Regions from separate parts of the Zea mays genome. Here region 2 is linked to region 1. A link is a contact called in public Hi-C data. All regions are on one chromosome and are shown on one strand. Each heading gives the region's core, a stretch centred on a gene start, on an enhancer-like site or on the middle of the called end of the contact. The rest is flanking DNA. Distances are from core to core; before and after follow the strand shown. Region 1 has its middle 12 kb from the start of LOC100279117. Region 2 holds the start of LOC103638977.

Region 1 (6,365 bases), core at 1,718-4,217:
CCAGCTTGGGCACTCAAAGCTATTGACAAGATTCGTCGTGGGTTTTTATGGAGAGGGCGGAAAGATGCAAGAGGTGGACACTGTCATGTGGCCTGGGGGACTGTTTGCAGGCCTATTGAGCTGGGTGGTCTTGGTATTTCGAGCTTAAAAGAGCTTGCTTGGTCACTTAGAATGTGTTGGTTATGGTTGGCAAAAACTGATCCAACTCGCCCTTGGACTTCTATTTCCATCCAAGTTCCTAAAAAAATAAAATATTTCTTCTCAATGGCTATGCAAACTGATCTTGGTAATGGTGCTACTACATTTTTTTGGACAGATAGGTGGCTGTCGAGACATAGAATTGCAGATTTGACTCCACGGTTATTTAGAACTATTCCTAAGCAAAGGGCTAATCGGAGAACAGTATTGGATGCTCTTTCCAATCACAACTGGATTTCGGATATTCAGGGGGGACTTTCAGTGGGTGTTATCAACGAGTATCTCCTCCTGTGGGATTTAATAGATTTGGTTCAGCTAAGACCTCATGTTGAAGACAAGCATTTCTTTCGCCTTGCTGCCAATGGAAAATATTCTTCAAAGGAAGCTTATAGGGGTTTCTTTATTGGGTCAATTGAGTTTGAGCCTTTACATATAATATGGAAGACTTGGGCTCCTCCGAAATCTAAGTTTTTCATGTGGTTGGTCGCTCACAAGAAGGTGTGGATAGCTGATAGGTTGCAAAGAAGAGGTATGGATCATCCGGAGAGGTGTTCATTATGTGATCAGGATCAGGAAACCTTAAACCATATGCTGCTGGGCTGCGTTTTTGCTAGAGAAATTTGGTTCAAGCTGCTTCTTCTTGTAAATCTACAACACTTGGCCCATCAGTCCTGTGAAGGGGTTTTATGGATTGGTGGCAAGACTTGAGCACCAAGATTCCTGGGATTGCAAGAAATGGTCTTAACTCTCTTGTCATTCTTGGGGTTTGGACCCTATGAAAACATCGCAATGGCTGCGTTTTTGACAATAAGAGTCTTAGTGTTGATGTTGCAATTAGAAGTGTTGGTTTGGAGATTGATCTTTGGGTTTTGGCTGGTGCAAAGAAGCTGTCCTTGCTTACTGCCCCCATTCCAGGTCTCCCTGTTAGCTAGATAGCTGTAATGCTGTTTTTGTAGCAGTATTTTTGTCATGAATGGGTTCATTTATGCTTGTTATTGGCCGCCGTATGGAGGCCTTATCTGTATCTTGGGGTCCTTTTGGACCTTTTTCTCCTTCTTAATATATTTTCGCGCAGTTCTCTTGCACTTTCGAGAAAAAAAAGAATATCATGCTTTGGTGGAAAAAAATTAGTGATCGACTGCAAGGAGTCGCCAAAAAGAGGTTGAACTCTTTAGTCACTCTTGGTCTCTGGACTTTGGAACCATAGAAACAGTTGTGTGTTTGATGGTCGTAGCTGTGGCGGAACCTCCCAAGTAATTAGGCCCACCTACAGTTGTCCTTGTCCAACGGACCTCAGACAACCCTGTAGGTGCCCTTGAATCACTTGACAAGTTCGGTATCTGCTTTACTCACCTTTCCCAAGAGCGTTTCACCCGTCACGCAGACATTACAAGCATCGGAGTTACGAGAATGCGGAAGCAATTACATAAACTTACCTTTATTTTAAAGTAAGATCAAGTTGAATATGTACAGACCAGATTATATCCTAGGAGTGCAGAGTAATATTATTACATATACCAAGGGAGGCAAAAACTCCTCCCGATAAGTTTTTACACAAAAGTCCTAAATGGAGGATCCTTTCCTCCCGCACTTCATTCCTTGCGTTCTTCCTTTGGTACCACCTTAGAACAGAAGCAACAAAAGTTTGTCGCTCCTTCACCTAAAACAACATGGGACAAAGCCCTGAGTACGAAGTGTACTTTCGCAAGACTTACCCGACAAAGTAAAAGACTCTCAAGGATATGCTGGATTTGGGAATCAAGGAGAGGCTTTAGCAAGAATCAACTTAGATACTGTCGGGGACCATAATTAGGGGTACCCCCAAGACTCCTAATCTCAGCTGGTAACCCCCATCAGCACAAAGCTGCAAAGACCTGATGGGTACGATTAAGTCAAGGCTCGGTCCACTCAAGGGACACGATCTCGCCTCGCCCAAGCCCAGCCTCGGGCAAGGGCAGCCAACCCCGGAGGATTCACGTCTCGCTCGAGGGCCCCCTCAAGCAACAGACACACCTTCGGCTCGCCCGAGGCCCAGTCTTCGCCAAGAAGCAACCTTGGCCAGATCGCCACGCCGACCGACCGTATCGCAGGAGCATTTAATGCAAGGATGGCCTGACACCTTATCCTGATGTGCGCCCTTCAGTCGACAGAGCCGAAGTGACCGCAGTCACTTCACCGCTTGTAATACTCAAAAATGTAAAATTGAAAACATAGTTTATTTACACACATGTTTTTGCCTCTGTTTATTATAACAGGTGAATCAACACCTCAAAAGTCATTAACTAGCTAATGACACTTAAATTAATATGTGCATCATGCTGAGTTTTATTGGATTGTGCATTTGTGGATAATAAAATAAATGTGTCAATAAAAATATATTAATATGTTAATGGGCACATGGGATATAACCTCAAAATGACATAGAAAAAGAAAAGAAAGAGAAGAAACATCATAAAATGTAAAACAAAATTGATAAAAATATAAACCCAAACATAAATGGTATGATTAAGGTCTACCTTTAATTGGGTACTAAATTCATATTCATATTTGAAGTTCAAATTTGGGACTTAAATTTGAAATTAAAAGGAGAAAAGAAAACATGAAATAAAAACAAAAGAAAAAAGGAAGAAAGCTTACCTGGGCCGCGGACCATCACTTCCGGCCCATTGACTCAACACACGCACGGCCCATATCCCGTTCCACTGGGCGTGCGCGATCGACTGCCGTGCGGGGCCCACTGCTCGGTCTCAGGGGCGCGCGTCGCGTACACCAGAATGAGTCGCCGACCGTCTAGGCCCACTGCCCAGCGTTCCTCAAGCGTGTGCGACTAACCACTCACCTATAGAGCGGGCCCGTTTGCCAGTACAGTCTCCCACCTCCCGCGACAGTCGACTCTGCTCAACTGAAGCCGGAATCCACGCCGGGACCTTGACTGCGCTACGGTGGCTGGGGCTGCTCGGGCAATCGTGCCACGACTCGCACCGACCGGTTCTGGCGGACCTCCGCTGACCACTCCGGGCCACTTACCAGTAGTAGCGAGGCCTCCTTCCACCTACCGTCGAAGTCGCCGCGGACTGTTACCAACCGAATCCACGAAATCCTCACCGCGGGACTTCATGCCAAGTCTACCGCATGCGCACGACAGCCGAAATCCGCGCGCACCTCGCGATTCCGTTCAACCGCCTTCCACCATCGGCCCAGTTGGGCTATAAAGCAGATTAACGACCTCCTCCGTCATCGCTGCTGCTCATCTCACCTAGAATCGCCCACCATCGCCGCCACCATAGATAGCCGCTGGTAACGCGACTCTGGCGCCATTCTGGTAACCTAAAGCTTGGGTTGCTCACGTTGAAGTTGTGCGAGGGAGCAATCGAAAGGGCGGGTGGAATCCACGCGGCAATTTCTCACCGGGCGGGGATGACCACCGCGGGATTCCTAGTGCCGCGGCTAGCTTGGGTCGTTGCTCCAAACCAGTGGTAAGCATGTTTATTCTCTTCAAAACCTTCCCATATTCGCGTAGGACCGTCCAGGGAGGTATTGGAATCTGACCGGTAGACGCAATTTCTCATCGGAGGAATTTTCGCCGCCGCGGATACACTCGTGCCGCGGTCCGGCCCCTGTTGCCTAAACCAGTGGGTAATAGCCCAACGGATTTGCCTCGGTGACCACTCCGGCACTTTGTGAACTCGTTGATTTGGGGTGGGAGCACCGGGGTGACACATAGATCGCGCGCCGGCGAACCTCCACCGCGGAACCGTGCGGGCGCCGTCGTGCCCAGTCTGCCGGAGGTAGGAGATAGGGTTTTGGATCGTCGATTGACCAATGAACGACCCAGATTGGATCGGTACCTAACGCTTCGGCCTGAGAGATCATCACCGTCCGTTTTGATCGGACGGGCGATACTGGATTAGCCCTCATAAAATCTCCACCATAGGTCTTCGATCGGACGGATCGCGCTAAATACTGATTCGATTAAGTAACAGTCTAGTCGATGCCGTCCGTAGGGAATCCAACGGATACCTTTGGTCCATACCCCTTCGCCTCGACATTTATGCTAAAGAGACCCTACGCTTTTTAGAAATAAACCCGTCATCCCCGCGGGGAAGACCTGAGTCACAAGGAATTTTATGCGTTAGACCCCCGGGTTATTTGTTTTATGTGCGCAGTCCAGAGGTCAGAGAAAAATAATGAAGGATTATAGAAATTGATTTTTAGTATATAAATAATTCTAGAAACTTGTTTAATCTATATAAAATTCATAGCGCGACCAAATTAATTCATTCTAGTTCCTATAAATTAGTAATAATGTTGTTTATCACCCTGTGTCTATGTTTTAATATGAAAATGGTATTAAAATTTATTTCTTAATTAATCTCGTATCAAATACATAAAACCTTAAGAAATTCGTATCTCCTTCGTTTTAACTCCGATTTGACTCGTTTCAGTTGCGTTAGTCTCGTAGCAACGCGTAGATCATTATTATTCAGTTTGTACTTATGTTTTGTGTGATGTTAATTTTATCTATACCATGTTTGTTTGTATTGCTACGACTAGCGTGAGGACACGTGTCATCTGAAAAGCAAGTTGGTACCTGGAATCTCAAGTGCCAGGCAAGTTGTGCCCTTGACCACTTTTTACCCAATAATGTTCTTAATATCACTTATTCATGCATAGGTTAATTTTGATGGGACCCAATAGGTCACCCTAGATTGTTTATCTCATTACCTTGTTTACCCCTGAATCACTTGGGTAGTTTTGCTATTGCTTTACATGGTTTTGGGATAATCATTTATTATATCTGTGTTCCAATTCTTTTGTTATTCTATTTATGTTCATGTCAAGATTATTAATGTTAATTGGAACATAGAGCTTAACTTGAGAACCACGTGCCACCACAAGGGTTTAATGGGACGCCCTTGGCTGACTAATTAGGAAAGCTAGTGGAAGACTACCTTACCCGAAAGGGGCAAGGGCAGTAGGGGAGTGGTCAGTGTAGGGAGGTCCTTGGTTGATTTTGCTGCGATGGCGGTCAGACAAGAACCCTGCATTGGAGCTTCCTATAAACTGTAGCGGGTTTTCGGAAGCTAGTGGAACTTTGTAAAGGCCTCGTAGTGTTGCCCTGCCGCGCTTCCTAGGTAGAGGTGTATGGGATTCGCGACCCCTTGGCAGATGGGTAGCATGACTTGTGGGTAAAGGGTACAACCTCTGCAGAGTGTAAAACTGGTATACTAGCCGAGCTCACGGTCATGAGCAGCTCAGGACTCTCTAATGATTAAATTATGGAACTTAAATTCAATTTTGTCATTTGCATATGCATGGGTTTATTATTAAATTTGTTCTATTACTTTATTTAAGGTTTGGTATTTACTTACATCTAGTAATTGCTAATAAAAGTTTGACCAACATTAAAAGCAATGCTCAGCTTTAACCATTCTCTTTGATAAGCCTTACACTCCATGAGCTCCCACCTTTGGTGAGTTCATGTCACATTATTCCCCACAACTTGTTGAGCGATGATCATGTGTGAGCTCACCCTTGCTGTCTCACACCCCCCCACAGGAGAAGATCAGGTGGTTCAGGATGAGCCGCCTAACACTGAGGAGTTCGATCTGATCTAGGTGGCGTTTCCCAGTCGACATTGGCGCCGACGATCCTTAGTTCGTTTTATGTTTACACTTTTATTTTGTAATAAGTCTTCCGCTATGTAATAAATACTCTGATGTTTTATGACATTTGTCTCTATACACTCTGTTATTATATATGTTGTCTTCTTTGGCGCATGTATGAGATGCACCCGGCTTTGTTCCTTAAAGCCGGGTGTGACACCGCTCCACTGACCGGCCTGACAAGAAGACAGCGTCGCCTGCGTCGCTCCGACTGCTGTGCCACTCGATAGAGTGAGGCTGACGGCAGCCAAGTCCGGCCTTGGGCGCCATAGGAAGCTCCGCCTCGCCCGACCCCAGGGCTCGGCCCCCGTCTCGGCCTCGGGCGACGAACTCCGCTTCGCCCGACCCCAGGGCTCGGACTCAGCCTCGGCTCCGGAAGACGACGAACTCCGCTTCGCCCGACCCCAGGGCTCGGACTCAGCCTCGGCTCCGGAAGACGACGAACTCCGCCTCGCCCGACCCCAGGGCTCAGACTCGGCCTCGGCTCCGGAAGACGACGAA
Region 2 (6,365 bases), core at 2,565-5,064, 110 kb after region 1:
GGTTACTTTGAGAGAATTCTCTAAGAATATCAACAGCCTTTGTGCTGGCATGGCTTTCATCTTCCAACAAACTATTTTCTAGTGCAGCTTTCAACTCGAAAGGATCCCACAACCATGTTCGTTCTTGAACTTTAGAAACAGAAGATGGCAATTTTGCATAAGAAGGAAAATGAATAACACTTTCAAGAAGCTTAACATGAGCTTTGATACAATCATGTGCTAACATGTTCTTGGAAAGTAGCTTCCCTTCCAGAGCAACAGAATAGGCAGTATCCAAAAGCTTTTTTTCTCCTAAAATTTGTATGAAAGCTGAAGAAATCGTGCTTGGGTCAGCAGAATCGAAAAGGAATCCATGGACACCATCACTGACCTGGAACAACAAATTGTCAAAAGTAGTGGCAAAGATTTACAAGTGAATTATTAAGAATTCGATCGAGTGGCATACATATTTTGTTATAACAGTAAGATTTGGTGCAACAACTGGAATTTCGGAGGACATGGACAGCAATAACAAAGGAGGGAAGACAGGTTCTTGTCTTAAAGATCCATAGAGAACAACATCCACAAACATTAACAGGTTTCTAATATCATGAGTCACAGAAAATCGCTTTATGGAGACATCAGGTAACCCCATGTGTGAGGTAAGTTCCTGTAAAACAGACATTAGGATTATATTAGCACGTGAATTTGTAAACACGGGAAGAATGAATTACTAAACAGACGAACAAGAGCCCATTCTAAAATGTTTTTGAAGAAAAAAATAACATAGAGGGAGAGAGCAGGGACAAGAAGGGTGTTTATTTCATCTAATATGTGTGGTCACCATGTAATCTTGTGAAAAGGCTGGTGTGTGTGTCATGTCAAGCTTTCTGCATTGTTTGACAAAAAAACATATGAGGTTACCGCAAAGTAAAGTGCCCAAGTAATTAACTAGAGGATAAATATTCATTAGAAATAAAAAGGTTAGCCAGCTAAAAGCATGTCCAACAAAACATACAAGCTTGAAGGCTTAAGAAATTCAAGATCTTGCTTTAGTGAAGTTCACAAATGCAATGCATAGTTACTTTAAATGCCAAAAAAATCATGTAGTAAAGGAAAAATATGAAGGTCTGGCCAAGTTCTGCCAGTTACTTTTGACTTTAAAAGGATGCTTCCATGGGCACAATATGGTAATGATATTGTCTCCTCAAGCAGATGACATAAAGAAAACCCATCACTGAAGTACAAATGGTATTTCTTGGAATTTTTCAATAGCAAGGTATTTCTCCCAAAGGCCACTGTCTAATTTGTGGAATATTCATTACCTGGAAAGCAGAGTTGTAGGCATCAGAGCCATTTCCACAGAAAAAAACAAACTGCACCCTCAGATTTTTAGTTTTTGCTATATCCAAAATTTGTGTAGCTGATGCACGCATGACTGTGACATAATCCCATGGTAAATCATCAAAAAATAAGTAGCTTCCAACAACCAAAATAACAACATCATCTTTTTCAATCCCATGCTGCTTTCTTGTAGTTTCGTCAGAATGTGATGAGCCAAATCTTTTAGCAGACCAGATATCAACTGGAGAACCAGAAATCACTAAAAAGTTACCAGAATCAAGAGGCGAGTACAACAACTGAAATCAAATAGCTTTATGTCAGACATAAATTGCATTTCATAAATTATTATACAGTATTGAGTTGATGGTGGTACATACAGGATGGTAGCTATCTGGAAAAACAACATAAGCGCATGCATTAAAATGAGTCCTCCAATCTTCAATGACATTTTGAATAGAATCATGTAACTTTGCATAACTTCTAAGATATTGTCCAAGAGTGTCTTCATGTATAAGCCAAATCACTGGTAGAAGCCGAAAAGGTTCCTGCATAAGACTGAAAACAATATGAATGTGCTAAGTGCCAAACAAAGAACTGCTACAGAAAAAATGGAAATGAATTCCAAGAAACGAATTTTACATGAACAAAATGAAAGGTCATATAATGGAATAAATAAATTCACAAAACAATGAGTACATCAGCTGTTCTCCCCCCCCCCCCCCCCACACACACACAATGGAATGCAAACATCTAAGCCGTTTTTTCATTAGCAAATTGTGTTTTATTACATGCCAACCCTGGAGCATAAGACATGTTATAGAAGAATTCTCACATTGAAACAACCCCTTTCCCTTCGAGAGAGCTTACTAGCACAGCATTGTACCTACAAAATTAGGAACAGAGAAAAAAGAAGGGTAATAGATGAATAAGACATGGAATAAGAATAGCAGTGAAAATATTCGAATTTTAAAGTATTAGCAACTCACTGTGACCAGTCAACAGATTTCAAAGCCCCAGTGTTCACAACATTTACAAGACAAATATTTTCCCAAATATCACGAGCTTTCCCATCTGTAAATGCTAAAACCTGATCCATGGCAACACCATGAGTGGCATGGGGTATAAAGTATTGTCAACATCGAAAAAATCAAGAATGGTCACCAATGAAAACAAGTTTCACAAGCTCAAGGGTACAATATCACAACCGAATGGCAAACCCACCAAACTAGTAGGCATTTTGCAACCTGTGGAAAATAGTGTTGCGTGTAAACTCACCTCAACCTCGTAGCCCAGACTCACAAGACTTTTCGCAACAGTTGCAAGCATCAGAGATTGTGCATCTATGTTCATATTTCCAACAGCCTGAAACAACCGGAGCCAAAGGCAACTCTCTATGACATGCATTTTAGCATTATAAAAATTGAATGAATATGCGGCGGTAGACCTGACTAATAAAGAAACAGCAAAACACGCAAACAATACAATATACATGGCATGCATATATCTAGGTAAGCATGTCTGTTTCTCCATCGAATACTAAATTCTGATATACATGACATGCATATATCTAGGTAAGCATGTCTGTTCCTCCATCGAATACTAAACTCTGACCAGCGCGCCGCATTACATTACTAAATCCCAGGAGAGCTCTATTACACCATTAAAAAAACTAGGCATCTTTCAACGTTACCAAAATTCACAGGTGCTGCCGCGAAAATGGTAGTGGAGCACTCACGAGCGCTACTCTGACGGGCGCGAGGCTGGCCCACAGCCGCCGCCCGGATCTCGCGGCCTCGAGCCGGCTCTCGCCGTCGAACGCGCGCAGCGCCAGGCTGGAGGACGAGAACCGCATCGGTCCGGCTTCGCCTCCTTGAAGGCGCGGCGGCGCCTCCCCGTCCCCCTCCGCTGCGTCGCCGTCGCCGATGGGGAGCAGCTGCCAGACCACTAGCAGGGAGGCGGTGAAGAGTGCCACGAGGAGCGCGAAGAAGAGGTGGCTCGGGCGGCAGGGCAGCCCTGGGCGCCGCCGTCTCCGCGCTGCGGCCGCGCCCGCGGAGGCGGCGGCGGTGGAGGAGGAGGACGCTCCCGGGCCCGCGGTGGGGAGATGGTGCGCGGCGTCGGCGTGCGCCCCGCGCCGCCACATTGGAATGCAACCCCGCGGCGGCGGCGATCGGAGCGGAGCGGCAAAGGGCGAGTCGGTCGGGTCCTGCCAGTGAGGGTGAGGAGCTGCTCGTTGTTGCTGACCAGCTGCTGTTACATGGGAGTCGGACGCGTCCCGATGCGAGCCGCGGTCGAGTCGGTCAGGTGGCGCGGCGGGCCCGGACTCGGGAGTGGCGAGGTGGCCCGTGCCGAGGAGGGGAGAAGTGAGGAACTGAGGACTGACGAGGACGCGGGTTGAGATCGGGCAAAGCAACCGCCGCTGCGCCGAAGAAGGTGGCACACGGATGAATGGATCTCTGTGGCGAGGCGACCGAGCCCGAGCTAGAATACCGAGCGGAGCTCAAACGATATTTCCCCGTAGCTAGAGAGTATCTGTAGACTGTAGGATATATCATGTCGGACATGGATACGTACGCCACGCCGTATCTTTCTTTGTGCTACACGAACACAGACGGCGCCATTGGGGTAGTTTCTTTGTGCCGGAGACGGAAACTACTAGAGAAAATTCCCTGAGCGCCATTAAAATCTATACCGAATCCTTATATGCCATCAATTTAGATTTTGGGTTCCTTCAATGCCATCGCCGTTATTGCTACCGTTATATGTTCAACTGGGCCCACTCGTCATAGCCTAACGTCCATGTACCCCTTAATTCTTCTCACCTCACCTCCTCAACGCAACCACACGGTGACGGTGACCCTGCGCTTGGCGCGCGCCAGACAATGCGACGATGGAGAGGTCGATAGGCTCACATCCAGCGCAGTCAGTGTCTGGCGTTAGATGTGAGCCTATCGACCTCTCCATCGTCAAGAGGGCTATATATAGGAAAAACTATTCTAACAGTGTCTAATTTAGTAAAATTTTGTCAAAAACATATATGACATCCTCTCAAATACCTCAAATATATTATACCGTAGTGGACTGCCCTATAATCTAGATTTAGGGCTTTACTGTTAGAGCAGAATATTTTGTTAATATCTTAGATCATATAAATTTATTTATTTTTAAATTATAGGGTGTTTTTATAGATCGCGTTGTTGGAGATGCTCTAAAAAAATACTAGAGTATTTTATTGAGGTGTTTGATTGGTTTCCTAAAACTATATTTCAAAACTATGGTATTCTAGATACTATGATATTTTTAGAGTATTGAAAATTTCACTTTCTACCCAAAAAATTATAGCATAACTTAATTTATAACATTGTATTCAAACTATATCATTGTCAATGACAGTTGAAAAATATAGTTTTAAAAAATATATATTATTGTTAAATAAGCCATACTCTCTCCCTAAGTCCCTAGACAATGGCCCTGTTTAGCACAGCTGCCGCTTGTTGAAAAAGCAGCTTATCTGATAAGCTGGTGAAAAGCAGCTTCTGCTTGTTGGCTGCTTTTAGTGTATTCTAAGAAGCAGCTGAACTGATAAGCTGCTGCAGAAGCTAGCTGTTTGGTAGAACTTCTGCTTAAATTTGTGAAGAAGCTGAAAATAAGTTGTGCCAAACAGGGCCAATACAGAGTGTCATTCTTGTTTTTTCCTGGAAAACATATATTCAATTTTAATAAATATATATATATAATATTTATTTATAATGCATAATTAGTATTATTTGATAAATTGTGAAATATATTTATAATAAACTTATTTAGATATATAAATATTACTTGTATTTTCTAAAACTTTAGTCAAATTCAATAAAAATTGATCAACGTGAAATATAACAACGCGTTTTTTAAAAACCGGGTGCCCGAAAAAGGCCTAAAAGGTCTCCCAAAGACGACCCATTAATCGACCGACCCACCTACCGAGCAACTCGGCGGGGCGGATCTGCCAACCAACCTACCCACCGAACAACCCGGTGGGGCGGACGGACGACCAACCCGCTCACCGAGCAACACTGTCGAGCAACCCAGCGAGGCGGGTTTGCCGACCAACCCACTCGTCGAGGCGGGGTTGTTAATCAACCTGCCTGCCGAGCAACCCGGTAAGGCGGGCCTACCGATCAACCTGTCTACTGAGCAGCCCAGCAAGACGACAGCCGACTCTCGGACGAAAACCTCTACATAGGGGGAAGAGTCGACCTAGCACTATTAAAGCCACGACGGCACGGTGAGACAGATCATCACCGAGCCGTGTCCAGACCACAGTTATCCTAAACGATCGTTTAGACCGTTTAAACGTCGTTTAAATGCTACTCAATAGCTAACTGTTTAGGTTGTTTATGTCGTTTAATCCTATAATTCGTTTTTTAGTCCGTTTAAACGCCCGTGTAGTCCGATTAAACGCTAAACAGAGGATGACCGATTGTTTGTCGTTTAGCGTTTTAGGATAACAGTTGTCCAGACAATGGGAGCAGTACAGAAGGTCTCTATCAAGCACGACGTCGGATACATATACCCGCTGACCAGTAGGATCAGTCAACCTCAGCCGCAGAGACCTCAGCATCGAAGCCTCTATAGTGACCCATACGCTAGAGGGGTCTGTGAAACAATGAGTATAATTATTATTTTCTATTGTTAAATTAGTTTGGAATTAACTAGAAAATGATCATTATATACATATTGTTTGTTTTTGGTCTGGCTCGCGAGCTAAACGAGCCGAACTGACTCTGTGGCTTGTTAGCTTAACGAGCCGAGCCAGCTCGTACTCAAACGAGCCGAGCTGGCTCGATATCCAACCCTACCCCTACATCACCGGCCTTGAGCCCTTCCCAACGCGCCCCGGACTGCCCTACTACGCACCCGACGCTCCCCGCCGGGATTCCCCGCCCTCACCGCCTCCACATGGACTGACATCATGTCATCATCGGTTCACCCGCCCACTTCATCCGCGTTGATCGAGGCCATCGCCACCATCCAAGCGGCCATTGCTGCCTCCCAGGAGCACG

What was found. A called contact is a pair of places that touch in the nucleus more often than the background predicts.
Region 2: a contact with region 1 is called in a Hi-C map of bundle sheath, with 1.9 times the contacts expected there. The contact joins the promoter of LOC103638977 here to the enhancer-like site in region 1. A contact is called at or near these places in 5 of 25 Hi-C or Micro-C datasets (bundle sheath, ear, leaf and 1 more).

Annotation. Positions count from the first base shown.
Region 1 is chr9:123,750,779-123,757,143 of Zm-B73-REFERENCE-NAM-5.0, forward strand. It overlaps the pseudogene LOC103638976. Among protein-coding and RNA genes, the nearest start is that of LOC100279117, 12 kb to the left of the region's middle. Within about 2 kb of position 2,968, at least 17 of the 20 cell types and tissues checked have an H3K27ac peak or open chromatin away from gene starts, as enhancers often do. A contact at or near this core is called in bundle sheath, ear, leaf and 1 more, where this site is marked.
Region 2 is chr9:123,856,146-123,862,510 of Zm-B73-REFERENCE-NAM-5.0, forward strand. It overlaps LOC103638977, which reads right to left and starts at 3,815. Exons shown (of 14, transcript XM_008661761.2): 1 at 3,059-3,815; 2 at 2,599-2,685; 3 at 2,310-2,410; 4 at 2,156-2,206; 5 at 1,701-1,878; 6 at 1,305-1,619; 7 at 446-649; 8 at 1-370. The coding sequence starts at 3,463.